Regions from separate parts of the Mus musculus genome. Here region 1 is linked to region 2. Evidence: chromatin contacts called from public ChIA-PET data. All regions are on one chromosome and are shown on one strand. The core of a region is the stretch at or near the end of the contact, and the rest is flanking DNA. Distances in the headings are between cores, read along the strand shown. Region 1 holds the start of Fasl (Fas ligand (TNF superfamily, member 6)). Region 2 has its middle 17 kb from the start of Gm31869.

Region 1 (5,293 bases), core at 1,895-4,394, 38 kb before region 2:
TCTGTATAGTCCTGGCTGTCCTGGAACTCACTCTTTAGACCAGGCTGGCCTCGAACTCAGAAATCCGCCTGCCTCTGCCTCCCAAGTGCTGGGATTAAAGGCATGCACATATTTTTAATAATGACAACAATACACTTCTTCATACAACACTTCTCTCTGGCTATTTCAATTACAGTTACTAGTCTGTGGGATGTTTTTCTAATATGACTGTTTTCTCTGCTAATACACGTGGAAGATTAAATATATGCAAATAGTTGTTTTTGTTTGTTTGTTTTGTTTTGTTTAAGAGCAAAGAGACAGGAGATTTTGCCTAACTGTCAAACCAGTCAAGACATCTGTAAAGTTGCTGGGCATGGTGGTGAACATCTGTAATTCCAAACTTTAAGAAAAGGGGGTCGGGAGGATTGCTACAAGTAGGAGGCCAGCCTGGGTTACACACTGAGTTAGGAGTCAGTTTTGGTACATAGAGACACTCTATCTCTATAAAGGGAAAAAACTATATCTACAATACCATGACTATGAGAACTGCATAACTATTGTACCAGGATAGATGGATGGGCAGATCAAACAAGAATCAGAGCTATAAGATGTCATCAATAAAGACCATGGTAACTATGCTACTGTGATTCAGTAGAAGAAATGAGGGATCGAGTTGAGGAAATTGGTTCATTCATAGTACAAGGTTTGCACTTTAGAAACTTTTATTTCTTATTTTTAAATATGCACATGCATGTGTGTCTTATATGTGGCCACATGCTTGTGAGTGCAGCTACCTGTACTTGGGGAGGCCAGAAGAGGGAACAGGATGCTGTGGAGGTGGAGGTGGTTGTTAGCTGCCTGAGATGGATGCTAGGACTGAAGTCAGGCCCTCTGCAAGAGCAGGACATGCTCTGAACTGCTGAGCCACCTTTCTGGCTTCTGGTTTAAACTGTAGATGTCTTCTTAGAGCTTGAGTATTCGAGGCACGTTCTCCAATGCAAGGGGCCTCTAGGATCCTGGTAATGGGATGTGGCAAACAGAAAAATTCACATAACAAGAAAGTGGGTTGCCCAACAAATCTATGACTGATGTTCAAACTCACAAGAAACAAGTGAGAAAGCAGTTCATAGACAGTGAGATTATCTTTATAGGTATAATGCTGGCAAAAACTGGAAAGGTAGGTAGCATTATACAAAGCAGAGATCAAAGCAGCAGCTAGGATGCTCCTTCTGCAACTGCCAGTGGCGATGAGGGACTGAGCTGCTAAACGAGCATCCTGGAGGTACCTAGAGAAGTTGAACGAGTAGCCTCATGTTTATAAATACACAAACTCAAACTTGGAGTGTTCTACGGTCTTTACTCACATTTGAGAAATTCTTGTCTGGTCTGTCTGTTTGGCAGATTGCTTCAGGGGGCTTCCCTAGGCTTGTTAAGGTTAAATACCAGGTTCCCTGGCTATGTATCACCCTCTGTTGCTCCTGAGTCACCTCTGGAGCTCTGGCCTGTAGTCAACTTTAAGGCTGATTCCGTGGAATCATGAGAGTAGGAGGCTGAAAGGACTGAGTTTGAGGTTCTAGGATGTGGGGGCCATCAGCCTGTTGGCTCTTGCATCCATTTTTCCTTCAGCAGCTACAGAGCTAAGTTCTACTTTGAATGGTGATTTCTTTTCATTAATAAGGTTCTGGTACCAATGTGATGGGTCCTTGAGACTGTTCACGGGGGTGTTTATTCTTTCTCAATCTTGCCAATAATAGTACCATTTCTGCTGAATGGCACTACCAAACTCCAACCCAGTTTCTAGAAGTTTCTCTCTCGTCTCTTTCAGCTAGAACTCTTTCCCTGTGATTGGTGGACAGTAGGGTGTTGATATTTTGAATCCTCTATGAAAAAAAATTAATCAAAAGAAGGACAAAGAGATGTGGACAGACAGAATGACAATTACTAAAGAATCCTGGGAGTTGAGATATAAAAATCACAAAAGACTCATCTGGTACAGGGAGAGCAGCCATGGGACTAGGGAAGGAGGGGAAGATAAGAAATGTGTCACAGGTGAGAAAAAGCAGGCCTGGATGATCAGGGTGGGGCGGGGAGGGTGCGGGGGGAAGGGCTGGGGGCAAAAGGAAGGAACAGCCTGAGATTGCCAGCAGAGTGACCTCAGGAGAATTAGCAGCTGGGGTGGGGCAGGATGAAGGCAGCAGAAAAATAACACTTTGGGAGTTGTTTTGGCATAGGTGAGAGGGGTAGGGTGCTCATCCCAGAAATCCCAAAGCATGAGATAAAAAAAATAAAACCACTTAAAATGTAGAGTCTGCCAAAAAGGTGGAATATAGGAACTTATTGGGATTTATATGGTTTATATGGGAAAGTAATGGGAACCGAGACTGAGTTCTTAGAGGTTATTAGACATAAATGGTGTGTGTGTGTGTGTGTGTGTGGCCAGAAGACTTGTGTGTGTGTGTGTGTGTGTGTGTGTGTGGCCAGAAGACTTGTGTGTGTGTGTGTGTGTGTGTGGCCAGAAGACTGAAGTCAAACCTAAGGCAGAGTGGTCGGTTTTATAAAGGCATAAGATATATACTTAAATTTGTTGTAAATGTTGAATAATGTTTTAGTATGTGCTGTGTGATGGTTAAGGCACACTTGCTATAAAAATGCTATTTATTGCTTATCTCAAACTCTTCTGAATTAGGCACCTCAGTTTTCATCTGGTGACCAGAAGAGAGATTGCAAAGTTAAATGATTACAGAGGAGGAAGGCTACATTTCCCAGGGGAAGTGGGATGGATAGGGGGCAGGCACAGTGGGGGGTTAGGGCAGCCTTGAACACCTGGCACACATTCCTGGTTGCAGCTGGCTGATGTTCAGGGAAGGGACTTCAACAGAGGATTCAACTCCCTATGCTCAGATGTGGAGATATCTTCTCTAGCCGAACTCCTTGGTCTTTTCCCCATGCCTCAGCACCAACAGGCCTCTCAGGACACACCCCAGAGCTGCGGAAGAGCTAATGTCCTCAAGGGGTATCCAGCGCTGACTTGCTGAGTTGGACCTCAGGCAGGCAAGCCTGGTTTACCAGCCTTCTCAGTTAGCACAGAGACGCCAATTGGAACTTCGAAGACTTGTCGTCAGAAATTTCTGGGCGGAAACTTCCTGGGGTTGCTGTGAGCTTTTTGAGGCTTCTCAGCTTCAGATGCAAGTGAGTGGGTGTCTCACAGAGAAGCAAAGAGAAGAGAACAGGAGAAAGGTGTTTCCCTTGACTGCGGAAACTTTATAAAGAAAACTTAGCTTCTCTGGAGCAGTCAGCGTCAGAGTTCTGTCCTTGACACCTGAGTCTCCTCCACAAGGCTGTGAGAAGGAAACCCTTTCCTGGGGCTGGGTGCCATGCAGCAGCCCATGAATTACCCATGTCCCCAGATCTTCTGGGTAGACAGCAGTGCCACTTCATCTTGGGCTCCTCCAGGGTCAGTTTTTCCCTGTCCATCTTGTGGGCCTAGAGGGCCGGACCAAAGGAGACCGCCACCTCCACCACCACCTGTGTCACCACTACCACCGCCATCACAACCACTCCCACTGCCGCCACTGACCCCTCTAAAGAAGAAGGACCACAACACAAATCTGTGGCTACCGGTGGTATTTTTCATGGTTCTGGTGGCTCTGGTTGGAATGGGATTAGGAATGTATCAGCTCTTCCACCTGCAGAAGGAACTGGCAGAACTCCGTGAGGTAAGCCTAGCACATGGATTAGCAGCCCTCGCGTTCCTGGCTGCAACCTGACTCTGCTGCGTGGGAGTAGGGACTTGCTATGGCCCATGTGGGCTACTGTGTTGCTTGCAATGATTTGGGGTTGTTGTTGTTGTTGTTGTTTTTAAAGGCAAGGATCTTTTCAATCCCCTCTAATTTAGAAAAGAGTTCTTAGAGTCTCTTTAGAGTTGGAGAATCAGGCGCACACGCCCTCAAAGAGAGTTGTTCTCAACCTGTGGGTTGCGACCCCTTAGTGAGGGGAGTCAAACCACTATTTTACGGGGGTTACATACCAGATATTCGGCATCTCAGATATTTACATTATGGGTTTGTAACTGTAGCAAAGTTTCAGTTATGAAGTAACCATGAAATCATTTTATGGTTGGGGGTTGCCATAACCTTAAGGATGATGCAGCGTTAGAAATGTTGAGAACCACTGCTCACAGGAAGTTATTTTCCATCTTCTAGAGAATTCAAGGCAAATACTTATTCCTCTCTGAGTTGTCAAGGGTGTTTGATGAGCTTCTCGCTGCTTCATGTTTAGTGATTCAAGGATGAAAATCAATTTTGTGTCTTGTTCAGAAGTGTAAATAAATTAATTTTCTTCAAAGAGACTTAGAAGTCTTACTACTACTCTAGATACAATTGTGTGGCTAAACCCTAACTCGGGCCAGGTCTGACATATCTGAGTCCTCTTTCTATGGATTGCTGTGACTTCTGCTTCCTTGGCTTAAATAACTGCACATTTATTCTATGACTCTCTTTCTCTCACTAGTTCACCAACCAAAGCCTTAAAGTATCATCTTTTGAAAAGCAAATAGGTAAGTACTTTTATGTCTGCCTTGTGAGTTCCCATAGCTGGTCTTCAACACTCAATAAAGTTGGGAGGATGCCTAGGATTCTGTGCCTTTCTTGGGCTTATGTTTCCTAGGCATGAAACCCTGAGGAGCTTTTGACTCTTCGTTCAGTGTGGTTCTGTGAACGATGTGAAAATATTGACTGTAGCTTATTGCTCAATATCAGTGTATCTGAATGAACACTGCCCACAACTCAAACGAATTTGGACTTGACTTTGGAAAGAGACACACATATAGCCCTGGACCTTCTCCCTTGGCTCCTTCCAAGGGTATCTTGGTCCCATCTTACGTTGTGGTGGCTGTAACTCCTAGGGACAGAAGGGGAGTAGAGGCAAAAATACTAGATGTAAAATACTAGACCAATTAGGTTCAGTGCCCAAGCCTCCTGTCTGAAACTGGGACTAGGAGAACAGTCCCCCAGTGCCTTGTTACCTATTAGGACTATACAATGCATAGAGAAACTTCCACCTCTTAGTCGTGGCCCAGAAATGAGAAGCAAATACAAAGCTGGTTTCCTTTGTAAGGGCAACATGACAAGTGTATTCTAATAACTTTGAAGAAAACCAAACCATCCATAAAAAGGGGATGGATCCACCACAGTGCAGTTTGGTCTACATGTGAGTCCCTCAACAACTGGAGAGGGGGTTGTCCCTGAATCTTTTGCCTTCCTGTAGATCCCATTCCCCTAATTGGGCTGCCTTGTCTGGTCTCAGTGGGAGAGTA
Region 2 (4,729 bases), core at 1,012-3,511:
AGCCAAAGAAAAGTGACTGTTGTAGCATTTCTCTTTGGTCTTCTTTTCACCTACAAAGTGAGCTCTTGAAATGGCCCAGAGCTGGATCTCTCCGTCTGCAATCTCTTGTCTTCCATGGGTTCTCCACATTAAAGTGTGTTCCCTGATAGAAGTTCAAAGACGGCTAGAGAGCATGAAACGCAGGCACTCACCACTTTCCTGGCTCTCTCGGGACCATTGTGATTTAAAGAAAAGATTCTGGTTAGAATCGCCCGTTTCAGAATGATGCTGTCTTTGTGTCTATCACCCCAATGACCTTCTTCCATGTTTTCTCAGATCAGACTGTGTGCTAACAACGAGCTTGTCTCCCTGTCTACTGACCTTCGGCTCTGCTGTGGGCTTCACAGCACAGCATCTCTTCCAAAAGAGGGTCTAGTTTTGCATCCAATATGATCCCAGGAGCCAATCTAAGGCCCCTAGATGTAAATTGCAGACAGTCAGATTTACCTTAAGAGAGAAATATGATTTAATTAAGAAAATTATTTTATGTATATGGGTGTTCTGCCTGCATGCATGACTATATGCCATGTGTATGCCTGGTACTTGCCAAAAGAGGCCACCAGATCACTTAGACCTGGAGTTACAGCCAGTTCTGAGCGGCCACGAGGGTGTGGGCAATCAAAACTGTGTCCCCTGGAAGAGCAGCCTTCAACGGCTAAGCATCTTTCTATCCTAAGGAAATTATTCCCGACCAATTCTTTGTGTACAGAACATTTTCCTTTGGAAGGAAGGCAGTGGGTTCCATCGACAGCAGTGAAAATTTATGCTGCAGAAGCAATTCTATCGAGAGGCATCTGATTAGTTTACCTTTAGATCCCTATTCCAAACCTAGAGATTCTGCCCAAGTAAGTTTAATCTTGGGAATTGTCCTACAGTGGTCAAAGGGAGCGAGCTGTGGTAGAGCAATGGTTGGCGTAAGTTTTGTTTCTTGGTTCCTTGATGCCTGAGCCACAGGTCTCAAATATAACCAGTAACGACCTCAGCAGAGGAGGGTTCCGGACAGACGTGAGACAAGGCCGGTAGAGAAGGTCCCCTGGCAGACACAGGTGAGGCTGTTCTGATGTTTGTCACAAAAACTATTTTTAGATGGTCTGGCCTGACCATAGTCCAAATGATAAAATTCTTAATGTCTGAGGATTTTATACAGGCATAAAATGAATTCTGGTCCAGTCTACTGCTTCTCTTCCCCCTACCTTCTCCATCTCCCGCATCCTTTTCCCTCCCAACTTCATAGACTCTATATTAGAAACAACAGCAACAAGCGGGAGCAGAGGTTGCATTGCAGGGACCACGTCTTCCTCAGCAGCCTCCTCAGGTAGGTGTGGGACTTCATGCGAAAGCCACTTTGCAAAGAATGTTACTGATCTGAGGATTAAATTCCTGATCAGACCTTTAGCTGAAGTCCAGAGGTCTTCTCCCTCTCTTGGTATGAGCTATTGTGGTGGCACTTGGAGCGTTATCTCGCCTCTTCCTCCACTGGTGCCTCTATCTCATCCTCCCGCCTCCTCTCCATCTGAAATTTTCTGTCACGTGATGGAAGAAGGCCGCAGAGACTTATCATGTTTTGCCATTCTCCTGGGAGACCTGAAGAACAAACAGAAAATCAGTCTGATAAAAAAAACATAGTTGCAACTGGCTTGAAAAGCATGAAGAAGAAATCGGAGCAGCCCAGCCCAGCCCACATCAAAAGCCCAGCTGTTGGGGTATACCTTTCAAATTCCATTAGCTGCAGAGGCCACAGAAGGGGCCCACGGAGTGGAGGCGGTTTTGAAGAAAGACAAAAGGTCATTGTGATTTTTTTTTTTAAAAGAGCTTGAATAACAAGCTTGGGGTGGAGTGGGGTGTGAGGGGTGAGCATACTGAACCCGAGACTCTGCCCTCAGTGGCCAAGAAGTGATTTCTTTTCTCTGCTAATTTTACTTCATGAGAAGACACTTTTGGTCCTTTTTTGGGTGGTTTTTATTGATGGATATTTGACAACTCTTCCCAACTCCATCTCTGCTCCATCCATTCGTCCTCTTCTTTCCCATCATCCCTCCCTTCCTCTCTCATTAAATCGCATTGGTAGTTCCACTCAAGGGCACACTTGTTCAATGGATTTGGCTAAGTTAAACGGGAGCAGTGAGCAACTTGGGTATGGTGGAGGGTGGAGGATCTGTTTGAGCCTTTACCACGTGGACTTTGAGAGGAGAGGGAGTGGCTCTGAGTTGGCGCTGAGCAGGTGTTTTTTTTTGATGATGCAGTAGTCCCCGGATGATGGCCTCCTCGCCTTCTTGGCAAGCGTGTTGTAAACAGTGTCATTACAAGGTCATTGCCATTCTGTTTGCTTAGACTGCCTTGCTGGGCAATGTCAGTGACTAGACAATTATTTTCTGTGATGTCACCAGGGTTTCAGGAATGACTGCTGCTAAGCACAGCAGACAAGCACTAAAGTCACCTGACTCGATGTTGGGTTTTGAATTATCCTAATAGTTCACATCTGAAAACTAACAGAGCAGTTTATTCTCAGGAGCCCAAACCATTAGAGTACCATTTGGCAATTCCATGGATCTGTGGAGAAGGATGCTTAAGGGAGTTTCCATAGAAAGCAGGAGAAGTCCCAGGGGAAAGAGGTGATGCATCAACTCGCTAAAGCCAAAGGGAACTGGAAGCTTCCTGTTTTTGGAAAGATATGAAAGTAATCATTTGTGGTTTATAGTTTAGGTGTGAACCTGGCTATGCTGGTGCATGCCTGTACATTCCAGAGCCTGGGAGGTGGTGGCAGGAGAGATCCGAGTGAGAAACAAACAGCAGCAGCAACAACAACAGAAAAACCACTTTGGGATCAGATTTTTCTGGGACAAACCTTATTTTTACGATTGCTCTGACTTAAGAAATTTTCTAAACATTGATTTATTTTCATGTTAGCATATATATGTGTGTGTGTGTGTGTGTGTGTGTGTATAAAATCAGTCAAGATATCTTAGGACTCTCAGTAATGGAAACTTTAACTCCAGCTAGCTTAAAGAAAAAGTCAGCAGAATTCTGAACTACACTGAGTGAGCTTCAGGCCTTGTCTGATCCAGAATTTCCAAGGCCTCCAGTTTTTGGTTTGTTTGTTTTCTCTGGCTACACATCCTTGTTTTGGCTCTGTCATGGGGTTGCCTGGCCCCAGAGCAGTAACAGCGGTCCTGGACTGTATATCCTGACAGGTAGGGGTCTTTTCCTTCTGGTAGGAGGGAGAAGGGTCTTGTGATGACTAATTTTGTCACTTCAGCAGGATCTAGAATGACCCAGGAGACAAACCTCTGGGCATGTCTATGAGAAAGTACCTAGTTTGGGTTAGTTGAGATGGTAAGTAAGAGCTCTCTCTAAATGTTTGACGCCCTGCCCCCAATACCCTGGACTGGGGTCTGGGACTGAATACAAAATGGAACAAGAACTAAGCATGAACGTTCACTTTTATCTGGTTCCCATAAATAATATATGGCCAGCTGCCTCCTACTGCTACTTCCTGGCCTTTCTCCCAAAGACCCTCAAACTATGAGCTAAGCAAATCTTCCTTTCCTTAGGCTGTCCTTGTCAGGTGTTTTGACACAGCGGGGCATAAAGCAGTTAATACATGTGTTTCCTCTAAGAAGCCCTCAGCAAACTCATCTTTGTGTCTCAGGTCCCGATTTTGCTGTGAATCCAATTCCGAGGGCTCATCCAGCTCCTAGTCCTGGGAGTGGAGGTAAATTCACACAGACCTCCTGGCTAAGGGCTTAGTCATCAGCAGCCATCACCCAAGCCCTCGGGGTTAACATAAGGGGCTTAGCAGCGAGTGAGCCTGACTATATCAACAGTTATCTCTGTGACCTGAAGACACAGGACTCAGCACCTACCTTCTCTTAACCTTTCACCTGGAATGCCTCTACCACACCCACAGAACCAGATCCTGGCCCCAGCCCGGTACTGGATTGCTCTGGGTGATTAAATCTAGTCTTTTTCTCTCTGCTCACCAGAAGAGAACTCTGGATGAAATGGGAGCTGAAGTGTCCTTTTTGAGATCAAGTGGCTTTTTTTCTCTTTAGGCTCCCCAGGAAGCTTCGCATAAAATAGGTCATTTAATAGCGGAAGGTTTTGAAGCCAGGCAGATTTGGATTTCAGTTGTAGATCTATTTGTGGGGAAGTTGAGCTGTGCCTGGGCACTTTTGCATTGCAAAGAAATAAGTGGTGCATAATATGTACTATGTAAATATCCAGGGTGACTTAAATGACCGCAGCATAGCGCGGGTGAGGCACATGCTGAGGTGTAGGTGGCAGACAAAACAGAAGGGGGAATTGTATGAGTGATTTAATTTCTCCTGTTCGATGTCTTATAATTTGGTGTCTTATTTTTTCTTAGTTTAATAAGGAGGATATGTGTGCATGCCTTATGATGAGGAATCTCAGGGAGCAGGTCCTCCCCCTGCCCCCACCAAGCTGGTGGAGCTCAGCCTTTAGGTGGTTGTTAAAAACAGGTAAATAAGCAACCAACGTTGCTTAGATCCATCCACCCATCGAAGCATCTCTCTCTCTCTCTCTCATCTATCTATCTATCATCTATCTATCTATCTATCTATCTATCTATCTATCTATCTATCTATCTATCTATCTATCCATCTACCATACCCATCCATCCACTCATGGATCCATTCGCTCACCTGCCAACTGTCTACTCACCCGCCCA

What was found. ChIA-PET counts read pairs in DNA pulled down with a chosen protein or histone mark.
Region 1: a contact with region 2 is called in an SMC1A ChIA-PET map of the G1E-ER4 cell line, with 9 read pairs. The contact joins the promoter of Fasl here to the enhancer-like site in region 2. A contact is called at or near these places in 2 of 15 datasets of contacts at CTCF or cohesin (CD8 T cells and the G1E-ER4 cell line), 29 of 484 Hi-C or Micro-C datasets (B cells, CD4 T cells, CD8 T cells and 18 more), 17 of 115 datasets of contacts at active chromatin or transcription factors (CD4 single positive thymocytes, CD8 T cells, DN3 thymocytes and 11 more) and 3 of 9 other capture datasets (adipose tissue, embryonic stem cells and liver).

The regions. Positions count from the first base shown.
Region 1 is chr1:161,786,346-161,791,638 of GRCm38.p6, reverse strand. Fasl (Fas ligand (TNF superfamily, member 6)) reads left to right here and starts at 3,144. Exons shown (of 4, transcript NM_010177.4): 1 at 3,144-3,695; 2 at 4,489-4,534. The coding sequence starts at 3,354.
Region 2 is chr1:161,748,418-161,753,146 of GRCm38.p6, reverse strand. No RefSeq gene overlaps it. Among named protein-coding and RNA genes, the nearest start is that of Gm31869, 17 kb to the left of the region's middle. Within about 2 kb of position 2,261, at least 32 of the 459 cell types and tissues checked have an H3K27ac peak or open chromatin away from gene starts, as enhancers often do. A contact at or near this core is called in CD8 central memory T cells, DN3 thymocytes, the G1E-ER4 cell line and 5 more, where this site is marked.